Regions from separate parts of the Oryctolagus cuniculus genome. Here region 2 is linked to region 1. Evidence: chromatin contacts called from public Hi-C data. All regions are on one chromosome and are shown on one strand. Each heading gives the region's core, a stretch centred on a gene start, on an enhancer-like site or on the middle of the called end of the contact. The rest is flanking DNA. Distances are from core to core; before and after follow the strand shown. Region 1 has its middle 190 kb from the start of ZNF438. Region 2 has its middle 75 kb from the start of ZNF438.

Region 1 (4,713 bases), core at 619-3,118:
ATTATATAGCTCATTCTGGCACGGTACCAGCAGCAGGAATTTGGGGGGGGGGGGTAGAAATGCAACAGGAATAAAAACGTATTGAGATGGTGATTTACTTAAAGGGGAGCCCAAGATGATGCTAATTCTGGAAACAAGCGGCTTCCTCCAGCCAGGGCTGCGGCTCCAGGTGCTTACCCAGGGATCTGGGGCTTGGGGCTGGGAGAAAGACTTCGAGGTCTCGCATTTTCCAAGTCCCCCGTCTCTGGGAACATTCTCCCATTTTCCAGAAAGTCAAGCAGGGAGACCCAGAGGAGTGCTCAGCCGACAGGGCGACCCCAGTGAAACCGAAGGCAGCCGGGCAGGGGGTGGCCCTTGCAATACCTCGGTTTATTATTATCCTGCCTCGGGGAGACCAAGCAATTCCACAGTTCCAGGGCCAGAGAGGAGGGACAAAAGTGGGGAGTGCTGGGTGGGGGAGAGAGCACGAAGAAGCTTCTAGAAGTGTCGCTTTCACCGCCACCCCTCCTGGTGGGCTCAGACAGCTCCTCATTTAGGGAATGAGCAGCATGGGATCCATACAGTCTCCTGGGAGGGGCCCAGAGCTGCCGCCTCCAGGGAACAGGGTTTCTTCTACGCCACGGAGATGGTTTGTGCGTGTCCAATGGGGGCCTTCCTGGAGGCGGCAGCAGAGGCTGGCCATCGTGGGAAGGGGGTGCAGCTTGGGAGAAATCCCCATGGTGCACAGTGACCCTTGTGCCTGATGGACAGATCTGGTGGCCAGGTGGTGGCTGGAGGGGAGGTGGGGGGGAGGGTGCAGAGGGAGTGTGCAAATATTTGGTTTCGCAGGCTGGGTCATCTTACCCAGGTTAACACTTGGGGCCGTAAGCCCTTGTCCACCCTCCCCGCGCTGCCTAGGCAGCCGCCAGGAGGACACAGGGCTCACAGGGCTCAGGTTCCCACAGCTGGCTGCTGACTGTCCGGGCTGGGCACACAGGGGCCAGGGAAGACGGTCACCGTGAGGCCAGCCGCGGGCCACAGTGAGAGGAGTCACAGCCGCCATCCAGGTCCAGTCTGAGGGCTTCCTCCCAGGCACCCATGACCTCCTAAGAACCAACACCCGACCTGCTCCTGGTGCCACTGAGCTAAGGAGCCCGGCCTGGGCCACAGTCTGGCTCTGGCCCCTCAGGGTGGGCCTCCTGCCTTTGTTCCCCATCGCACCCCTCTAGGTTCACCCCAAATTACACATTCCCAGACCACTCCATTTAACGGGGAGCTGAGCCTTGCATCCAAGGCCTGGACCTGTAATTCTGGAATGTCTTAGCCCAGGAGCTTCGGGGCCCCTGTCTTTATAGCCCAGGCCAGGGACAAGACGTGGGAGCGGTCGCCCCCCTAACCTACGAAGCTCCTTGGGGGGGTTCCAGGACAGCGGTAGGAGGCGGCGCGTGCAGACGGCTGCGGGCCACCAGGGGGCGGTGTGGACCACGACGGGCTCAGAGCCCCCCGCCCCGCAGCGCGCAGCGGGACTGCATGCAGGGCGCTTTGTGCGCGGCGCCCTGGCCGGAGTTGGTGACTTGCTCGCTCCGGGCTCCGGGCTTCGTGCCGCGGCGCTGGGAGAGGAACCTGGGCAGGAAGGAGCTGCAGAGGCCGCCCGGTCCGTCCGCGCCCTCGCCCTGGCCGGCTGGGGTGGCCTTTGCAGGCTGCGCGCGCGCCCTCCTGGCTCCTAAGCGGGTGCGGGGCTGCGTCCCGGCGGCTGCGATTGCCACGTGTCAGGAAGAAGCCACCGCTCCCCTGGGCGCGCACCTCGGGACGGCCGGACCCGTGGGACTCCGAGGCAGGGGGACCAGGCCTGGGCACGGTGGCCCCGGGGACTGCGTGCCCGCCTCCCCCCGGGGCGCGCAGGGGGAGCGAGCTGGGAAGAGCCGGCTTCTCTTTGCGCACGCCTCGCCGGGTCGGGCCACGACCCCTGCACCCTATTAAGTCGGCGGTACCATCCATATTCATGAGGCCTAATTAACTCTGAAAGGCCCGGCCGACAGGGCTGCCCCGGCTGCCCCGGGGGCCCGACACCCCCCCTCCCCCCCAGCGTCTCCCCTGCGCGGCGCGGCCTCTGCAGCTGCTCCCGCGGCCCGCCCGCCCGAGGCCGCCCTGGGCGCTGGCTCCTCCCCGCGGCTCCTGCCGGGGCCTCTGCGCCCTCGGCCCGCTGTAGCTGGCGTGAGGCTGCAGGGCAGGAGAGACTGCCGGTGCTGAGCTGTCCACGGGGCGCCAAGCCCTCTCCCTCTGCCCTAATTCTTCTCCTACTTCCACGGGAAGGCGTTTGAGGTTCCCATCTCCTGACCAGCCCGCAGTGTAGGGAGCAAACTTTTTATTATTATTATTTTTTTTTATTTTTAAAGGCAGAGTTACAGAAAGAGGGAGAGACAGACAGAGATCTTCCATCCGCTGGTTCACTTCCCAAATGGGTGCATCAGCCAGGGCTGGGCTGGGCAAAAGCCAGGAGCTAGGAGCTTCTTCTAGGTCTCCCCCATGGGTGCAGGGGCCCAAGGACCTGGGCCATCTTCTACTGCTTTCCCAGGCTATGGCAGAGAGCTGGATGGGAAGAGGAGCAGCTGGGTCTTGGACAGGCACCCATATGGGATGCAGGCGCTGCATCCGGTTCCCATGTTACAAACCACCTTGAACGAGCTTAGGCAAGCTAGAGAAAGCGTGCCCAGTTCCAGCTGCAGCAGGCATTTGGGGAGTGGACCAGCAGATGGACGGTCTCTGTGTGTCTGCCTTCTGTTATTTTTTGAGGTCTCAGCTGGGTCCAGTGTCCAGTGTGGCTGCCACACCCACACCTGAGTCTTGGTCAGATGGCCTGGGGTGTTCAGAATCCTGGTTCGGCTTGCCCGTGAGAAAGCGGGTTCATTAAAGAGGTTCGCGGGGATGTGGCGACTGTAGCATCAAAGCGGCTTCAACCGGCGGGCGACTCCCTGCTCACATCATGGCCCGCCAGGTGACCCGAGGCCAGGGGCTCCCTCCTTCTCCTGGCTCCACCAAGGAGAGGGGAGGGGGTCCTCACAGCAGGTGAGAGTGAGGCTCACGGCCAAACTTGCAGCAGCCCTCCAGGAACCGGCAGAATTCGGCGAGAAACCACCGAGGCTTCTGCTGCTGGTCCGCTCATACGTGCCGGCCGCCAGACACCCGCTTGACGGCAGGTGCCACCTCTGTTGGTTCACTCCCCAAATGGCTGCCACAGCTGGAGCTTGGCCAGGCGGAAGCCAGGACCTCAGAACTCAACCCGAGGCGCTCTTCAGTGTGGCAGGGCCCCACGTGCTTGAGCCATCACCGGCTCACCTGCTGCGTCCCCGGGTGTGCTCAGGGGAGGCTGGAGTCAGGGGCCAGAGCTCGACTCAGACCTGGGCGCTCAGATACGGGGCTCAGGTGTGCTGAGCGGTGTCTTAACGTCTACACCACTCACTCACCCCTGAATATTGCTTTAAAATTTATTTTTTTTATTTGAAAGGGGGAGAGAGAGAGAGAGAGAGAGAGAGAGAGATCTTCCATCTGCTGGTTCTCTCTCCAAATGGCTGCAATGGCCAGGGCTGAGCCAGGTAAACACCAGGAGCCAGGAACTCCATCCAGGACTCCCACGTGGGTGCAGGAGCCCAAGCTCTTGGGCCATCTTCCACTGCTTTCCTAGGCGCAGCAGCAGGGGGCCGGATCAGAAAGTGGAGCAGCCAGGACTTGAACCAGTGCCCATATTGGATGCTGGCATGGCAGGTGGCAGCTTAACCCACTCTACCTCAAAGCCAGCCATCCTGAATATTTTTAAATGTTTTTTTCTGTCATATTTTTTGACATGCATGTTGGAGTGTGTGTGTAGTATGTGTGGAGAATGTGCGTAGAGTGTTTGGGATGTCATGTGTGTGAGGGTGTATGTGGGGGTGTGTGTGTGTGCGTGTACACCTGCCCATGCTTAGGTGGGCACCCGTGTGCGCGTGGGTCTTGCCCATCTGTGTCCACAGAGTGCTGTTAGGACCACACGCTCTGGGGCCTCGTGGGCCAGTGGGGACATGAGCGAATGGTGCTTTCTCATTCTGTCACATGGGACAGGGGAGTTGGCCTGGTTTGGGGGGGGGGTGCAGTGGAAGAGAACATGGTGCAAGCAAGGACCTGCACCCAGGGCCTGGATCCTGTGAGGCTGGCGGTGGGCAGATGGGGGCGCGCTGCGTGTTTGCACCTCCAACTGTCTCCAAGGGCCGTGCAGGGCCTGATTTGGGGGTTCCCGAGGTTGGGGAGGTGTGCTCCTTAGAAGTTGAAAGTCCTGATTTCAGCCCTTGGAGAGAGGAAGATTCCCCCCTACCCCTGACTCCCCGAGCTGAGTTCCCGGCAGGTCCTGCTGAGGCCAAGGATAGAAAAGAATGAGCCACGCTCCCTTCCCACAAGGAGCCGCAGAAGGGGCGGCTGAGCGACTCCAGGAGTCCCAGGCTGGGGCTGTCCATCCGAGCACCTGGCTCCGTTGCTGTGGGCCAGGTCTGCAGGGGTCTCTCCAGCATCAGCGCGTCTCATTGAGGGCCAAAGTGCCTGCAAAATTGTGCCCTCCCCGCAGCTGTGCTGCGTCCTACACTAACGAACCGCGCAGGGACCCGGGGCTGCGGAGGGTGGGCACTCCTCAAGGATATTAGTCGCAACATCAGCTTCCTCTGCTCAGGACTGGCACCGCTCGGGGTCTCCTGCCTCCCTCACTCCTAG
Region 2 (4,713 bases), core at 799-3,298, 260 kb after region 1:
TACCTCCTGCAGCCTGGGAGGAGCTGGGGGGAACCAGTGCTGTGGGGTTTCCATATACCTTTATCCCTGTCCTCCAGCGCAAAGCCTTGGGAGCAGCTCCCTGGTCACACTCTGTGCTGAGACTGAAGCCTGCAGTTAAGACACTAGTTTGGGTGTCTTTTATTTATTTATTTGTTTGTTTGTTTGTTTTAAAGGGGCACCCACCTCACGCTCACTCCACAGACTGCAGTTTCTAAATCGCCGCGCTGCAGGATACCACAAAGTAGCCCCATCCCAAACCAGGGCCACTTGGTGCCAGGCTGTCCCCGCGGGTGGGAAGCATCCTCCTCAGAAGAGGAGTTGGATGGGTTGCTCAGTAGGGGAAGAGAAGTCTGGATCATCCAGCAGTTCAACTCACGGGTAGGAACCCCACGGCCCAGGCCCGCTGTCCGGTGCATACAGTCCACCCCTGACCGGCACCCCAGGAGGCCGGTTTGGGAATTTTGGCTCTAGAAGCTGCACCTGCATTGATCACAAAGAGCCATGGGATTCTTTACAGGAAAACCTTGTCTTGTGGAAGTGAGTACCCGGCCAGTGACTCCTCACAGGAGGCTGGCCGAGGGGGCAGGGGGTGCAGAGGGACCCGGGTGGGTAAGGCAGGCTCTGCTCACTGCCACAACCCTCCTGGTCCCCAGAGGCTGGGTTCAGGACCCTCCTGTTGTTACCTGTTGCACTTCAAACCGTTCCTTGGCATGTGGAATTAAGTTTCTTTGGGAGCAAACAAAAGTTTTGAAATCCATGCATAGTTTTTTTTTTTTTTTCTTAATAAGCATTTTTTTTTCCCGCGGAACATTTTGAAGACCCCTCAGATGTAAGCGTATCCAACCTCTGGACACGGATTTTTGTTATCTGTCACCAGGCGCCCTCGGGCGCCACAGCCGGCACGCAGTCAGGAGGACCCTGTGGCCTGGGGTCTCCTCCCTGCTTTGCGCAGGTCCATTGTCTGACACCACGCACACAGCAAGCCCTCTGCGTGGGGGAGAAGAGGGGACCGCGGGACCCAGCGCTCGGCCCTCACGTCCCTGCTGTCACTTATGCCAGCCTTGGTGTTCATGCCACGGACGCGAGCCTGAGTAGCCTGTGTGTGTGCCGGTTCAGGATCTAGGGGTGAGAGCCCAGCAGCGGGGCAACTCGCTCAGCCACAGACCCGAATGCCAAGCAAGAAAAGGCAGGGCGAGGACGTGAGGGCGCCCACATCAAGAGTCCAGGCGGGCTCTGCAAAGCTGTCTTTTTAAAAAAAAAAAATCTACCAGGCCAGGGACCAGGCAGCTCAGAGCTGGGTGCCTGGTTCTGGCTGCCTATTATTCACCTGCTCTCTCGCGCCTGAAGCCCCAAATCCACCTGTCCAGACGCCGGGGGACCCAGCCCCAGCTCCCCCAGGCGCGGCCTCCCCGGCCAGCGCCGCGCGGGCCAGGGCAGACGCGGACACAGCCTTGCGCCCCGGGCGCCAGGGCCGCCGCGCCCACCCCGCCCACCCGCCCCTCCCGGCGTGACGTCACCGGGCCACGTGACGCCTCCCCCCCCCCCCCGCCCCCGCCAGCCCGGGGCCTCAGCTGCGCGCCTCTCCGGTGCTGGGGGGTTCTGCGCGGCCCCTCCCCGCGCTGCCGCCCCCAGAGCCCGCGCGGGGCGCGCAGCGAGGGGGCTCTGTTGAAATGAGAAGCGGCGCTGGGAATGCAGGGGAGCAGATGTCCCTGTTGCTGGCGAGGCCTGGGTGGCCTGCTGTTCGGGCAGAAAGGGTGGAGGCGATGACCTTGCGCGCCGGCTGTCAATCTCACCGGTGCAGATGGCCAGCCTCGAGCCCTGCGCGCGCCTCGGAGTTGGAAAGGGAGCGGGGCCGCTGGGGAGGACGCAGCCTGCGTGGCGGTGGGGGAGGAGGAGGAGGAGGAGGCGAGGCGGCGGCCAGGAGGGAGCGCGAGGGGCTGCTAAGAAAGGCCGGCCCCGCGCACAATGCGGCGCGGGCAGCGGCCCCCGGGGACCAGACGAGGCGGTGCCCATGTGCCCTCTGGATTCCCAATCCTCTTAGGCGCCTGCGAGCAAAGAGCAGGGCGGCCCGGGCCTTGACGCCTGGACGTGCGCACCACGCATGCAGATGCGGGCACTTCCCTGGGAGGGTTATGGGGTGGGTGGGATCGCCAGGAACGCGCCAGGAAACCCAGCCGGCCGCGTGCGGGGCTCTTGCATTTTCCCCTGGAAGAGACCTCCCCTTTCCATGTTCAGAAAAGCCAGCTGAGCTCCACAGTCCTTAGTCACCCAGGTATTTACTGAGTTTTTCCTACTTCCTTTCTCTCTTGGCCTGTGTGGTCAGTGGTATAAAATTCCTGGGAACTCCCACCTAAACACCAGCTTCCTGTTTATGTTCCCAGCTGTGAACAGCAGTGGACCAAGAGTCTAGGATAAACAGCCAGCAGAGGTTTGCAGGTGAGTTGGAGGGGGAAAAAAGCCAACAACTATCTCCCCCCCCCAAAAAAAAAAACCACTAAGATGGGCCGGTCAGAGGGTCAGGTTCAATGCTAAAATCACCCGGGAGAAAGGGAAAAATTAAAATGTAACTTTATGCCTGAGCTCAGACTGCCCTGTCTACAGGGAGCCGATACAATTCCATAATAAAAGAGGATACACCAAAGTATGCGTGTTCTCATCTGTAGCCACTAAAGGCCCTTTTTTTTAGTTCTGTTGTGCTGGCAGGTTGACGTTCCCACATGAGCACAGCCTCTGTGTGTGTGTGTGTGCAGGCGACACCTCTCCATGGCTGTAGCCGCCTGAATTGCCACTTCCTCAGCTTGGAAAAGAACCCAACAGGACCTGGGTAGCTTCCGCACCAACAGATAAGACCTCGTTAGGGACTCCTACATCCTGTTTTATCAGAGTACTTGGTTTGAGCCCTGGCTCTGCTCCTGATCCATGCCAGCTTCCTGCTCGGTGACCCTGGAAGGCAGCAGGTGGTGGCTCAGCCAGCTGTTTCTGCCCAGCACATGGTGGGGGGGCTGGATTGGGGCCCCCAGTCATGGATTCTGGCTGTGGCTTGGCACAGCCCTGGCTATTATCCGTGTATGTCAGCGGTGAGCCAGGGCATGGGACCGATCTCTCTTTGTCTCTCTTTCTGTCTCTCTCCCTCCTCTTCCTTCCATCTCCCTTTCCCTCCCTCCCTGTCTCTCTATCCCTATGCCTCACTGTTAGATTTTTTAAAAAGAAGAAGGACCAGTATTGTAGGGTAGCCGGTGAAGCCTCCACCTGCCATGCAGCATCCCATATGGGCGCCGGTTTCTGTCCCGGCTGCTCCACTTCCGATCCGGCTCCCTGCTAATGGCAAAAGCAGCAGAAAATGGCTCAAGTGCTTGAGCCCCTGCCACCCACATGGGAGACCTGGAGGAAGCTCCTGGCTCCTGGCTTTGGCCTGGCCCAGCACTGGCAGTTGTGGGAGTGAACCAGCAGATGGAAGAACTCTGTCTCTGTCTGTAACTCTGCCTTTCCAAATACATGAGTATTTTTATAAGAAGAACCAAGCGGTCATGCTGATCCTGTCCACCCCTGCTCTAGCACAGGGTTCCTGGCCTGGCTCCCGGGGAGTGGACAGAGGTTTTGCCATCAAACTCCCTCTGGTGAGCAACTCCTCCCTGGCTGGGAAGACAGCATCGCTCCTTGACCATCTTGTTTTGTAATCAGAGTTTTCTGCTTATAAAACTCGACTCCATCTCAGTTTACGGAGTCCTGCAGAACAGATCCGAGTTCTCATGGCGTTGCCTCTCAGGAACTTGGAAGCAGCACGTGGCTGCAAACCAAAGGACGGTGAGCCCGTGTGCAGGTCATCCAGGCAAAACTAACTTTTGCTTTTTTGTTTCTGTCCTTTCCTGTTCTGGGTTGGTAGAGCCAGACTCGGTTATTCAGGTCTGGGAAAGAAAGGGAGGGTCCTTCTCCGGGCCGACCTTTCGTGGTCTCGTGGGTTATGCTCACAAGAGCCCTCCGGGCAGGTACGGCTGAGGTCCCTTTCTACAGACCCAGAGGTCAAGGACTCACCAAGGTCACAGGCTGATGAGGGGGGCAATGAGGTCGCAGCCTGGAACTCCTGCTTGATGCTACCCGAAGCCTCTACCGTCCCACTCCAGAGCAGAAACCCAGGGTCCAGAATTTTTTTCCAGAATATTCCATGTCATGCAGCTTTTCTTCATGGCCAGGTTGTTTGTATCACAGTTATACAGCTACAAGGGCTGTTGAAACACAAGTTAAGAACTTCAGGGGCGGGGGTGAGTTCTTTTTGGAAGCCAAGGAGACAGAAACTCCAAGTTAAAGCCAGAAGTCATCCAGAACATGCTTTTATTCCAGCGGCATACTTAACGGCACGGTGTTACACTACCCTGGAATGTCCTGCGTGGGCGAAGGCTAGCCAGGCCCTTGATGCCATTGAAATGGTCCCGTGTGTTCCAGCTCCATCAAAGGCAAAGCCTTCGCCCCTTCCCTCCGCCTGTTCTCCAAGATGTCAGTTAGTCAAGAATCCGTTTCCCATGCTCTCTCTCTCTTTCTCTCCCAGTGTTGCTAGGTTTGCCAGAACAAAAGTAAAACCACAAAAAGAAGCCTCAGCTCAGCCTCTTCATCGCCCTTTGTGGCTGCTCTTTTACAGGTGGGGGAGGGTGGAGCATCAAACACTGGAAACTGTCGTCCCCACGTGCCTTCTCAGAA

Evidence for each region. A called contact is a pair of places that touch in the nucleus more often than the background predicts.
Region 2: a Hi-C map of skin fibroblasts shows a contact between it and region 1, with 1.9 times the contacts expected there. The contact joins two enhancer-like sites. A contact is called at or near these places in 2 of 6 Hi-C or Micro-C datasets (psoas muscle and skin fibroblasts).

What each region holds. Positions count from the first base shown.
Region 1 is chr13:101,462,348-101,467,060 of mOryCun1.1, forward strand. No RefSeq gene overlaps it. Among named protein-coding and RNA genes, the nearest start is that of ZNF438, 190 kb to the right of the region's middle. Within about 2 kb of position 1,869, at least 4 of the 8 cell types and tissues checked have an H3K27ac peak or open chromatin away from gene starts, as enhancers often do.
Region 2 is chr13:101,726,928-101,731,640 of mOryCun1.1, forward strand. No RefSeq gene overlaps it. Among named protein-coding and RNA genes, the nearest start is that of ZNF438, 75 kb to the left of the region's middle. Within about 2 kb of position 2,049, at least 6 of the 8 cell types and tissues checked have an H3K27ac peak or open chromatin away from gene starts, as enhancers often do.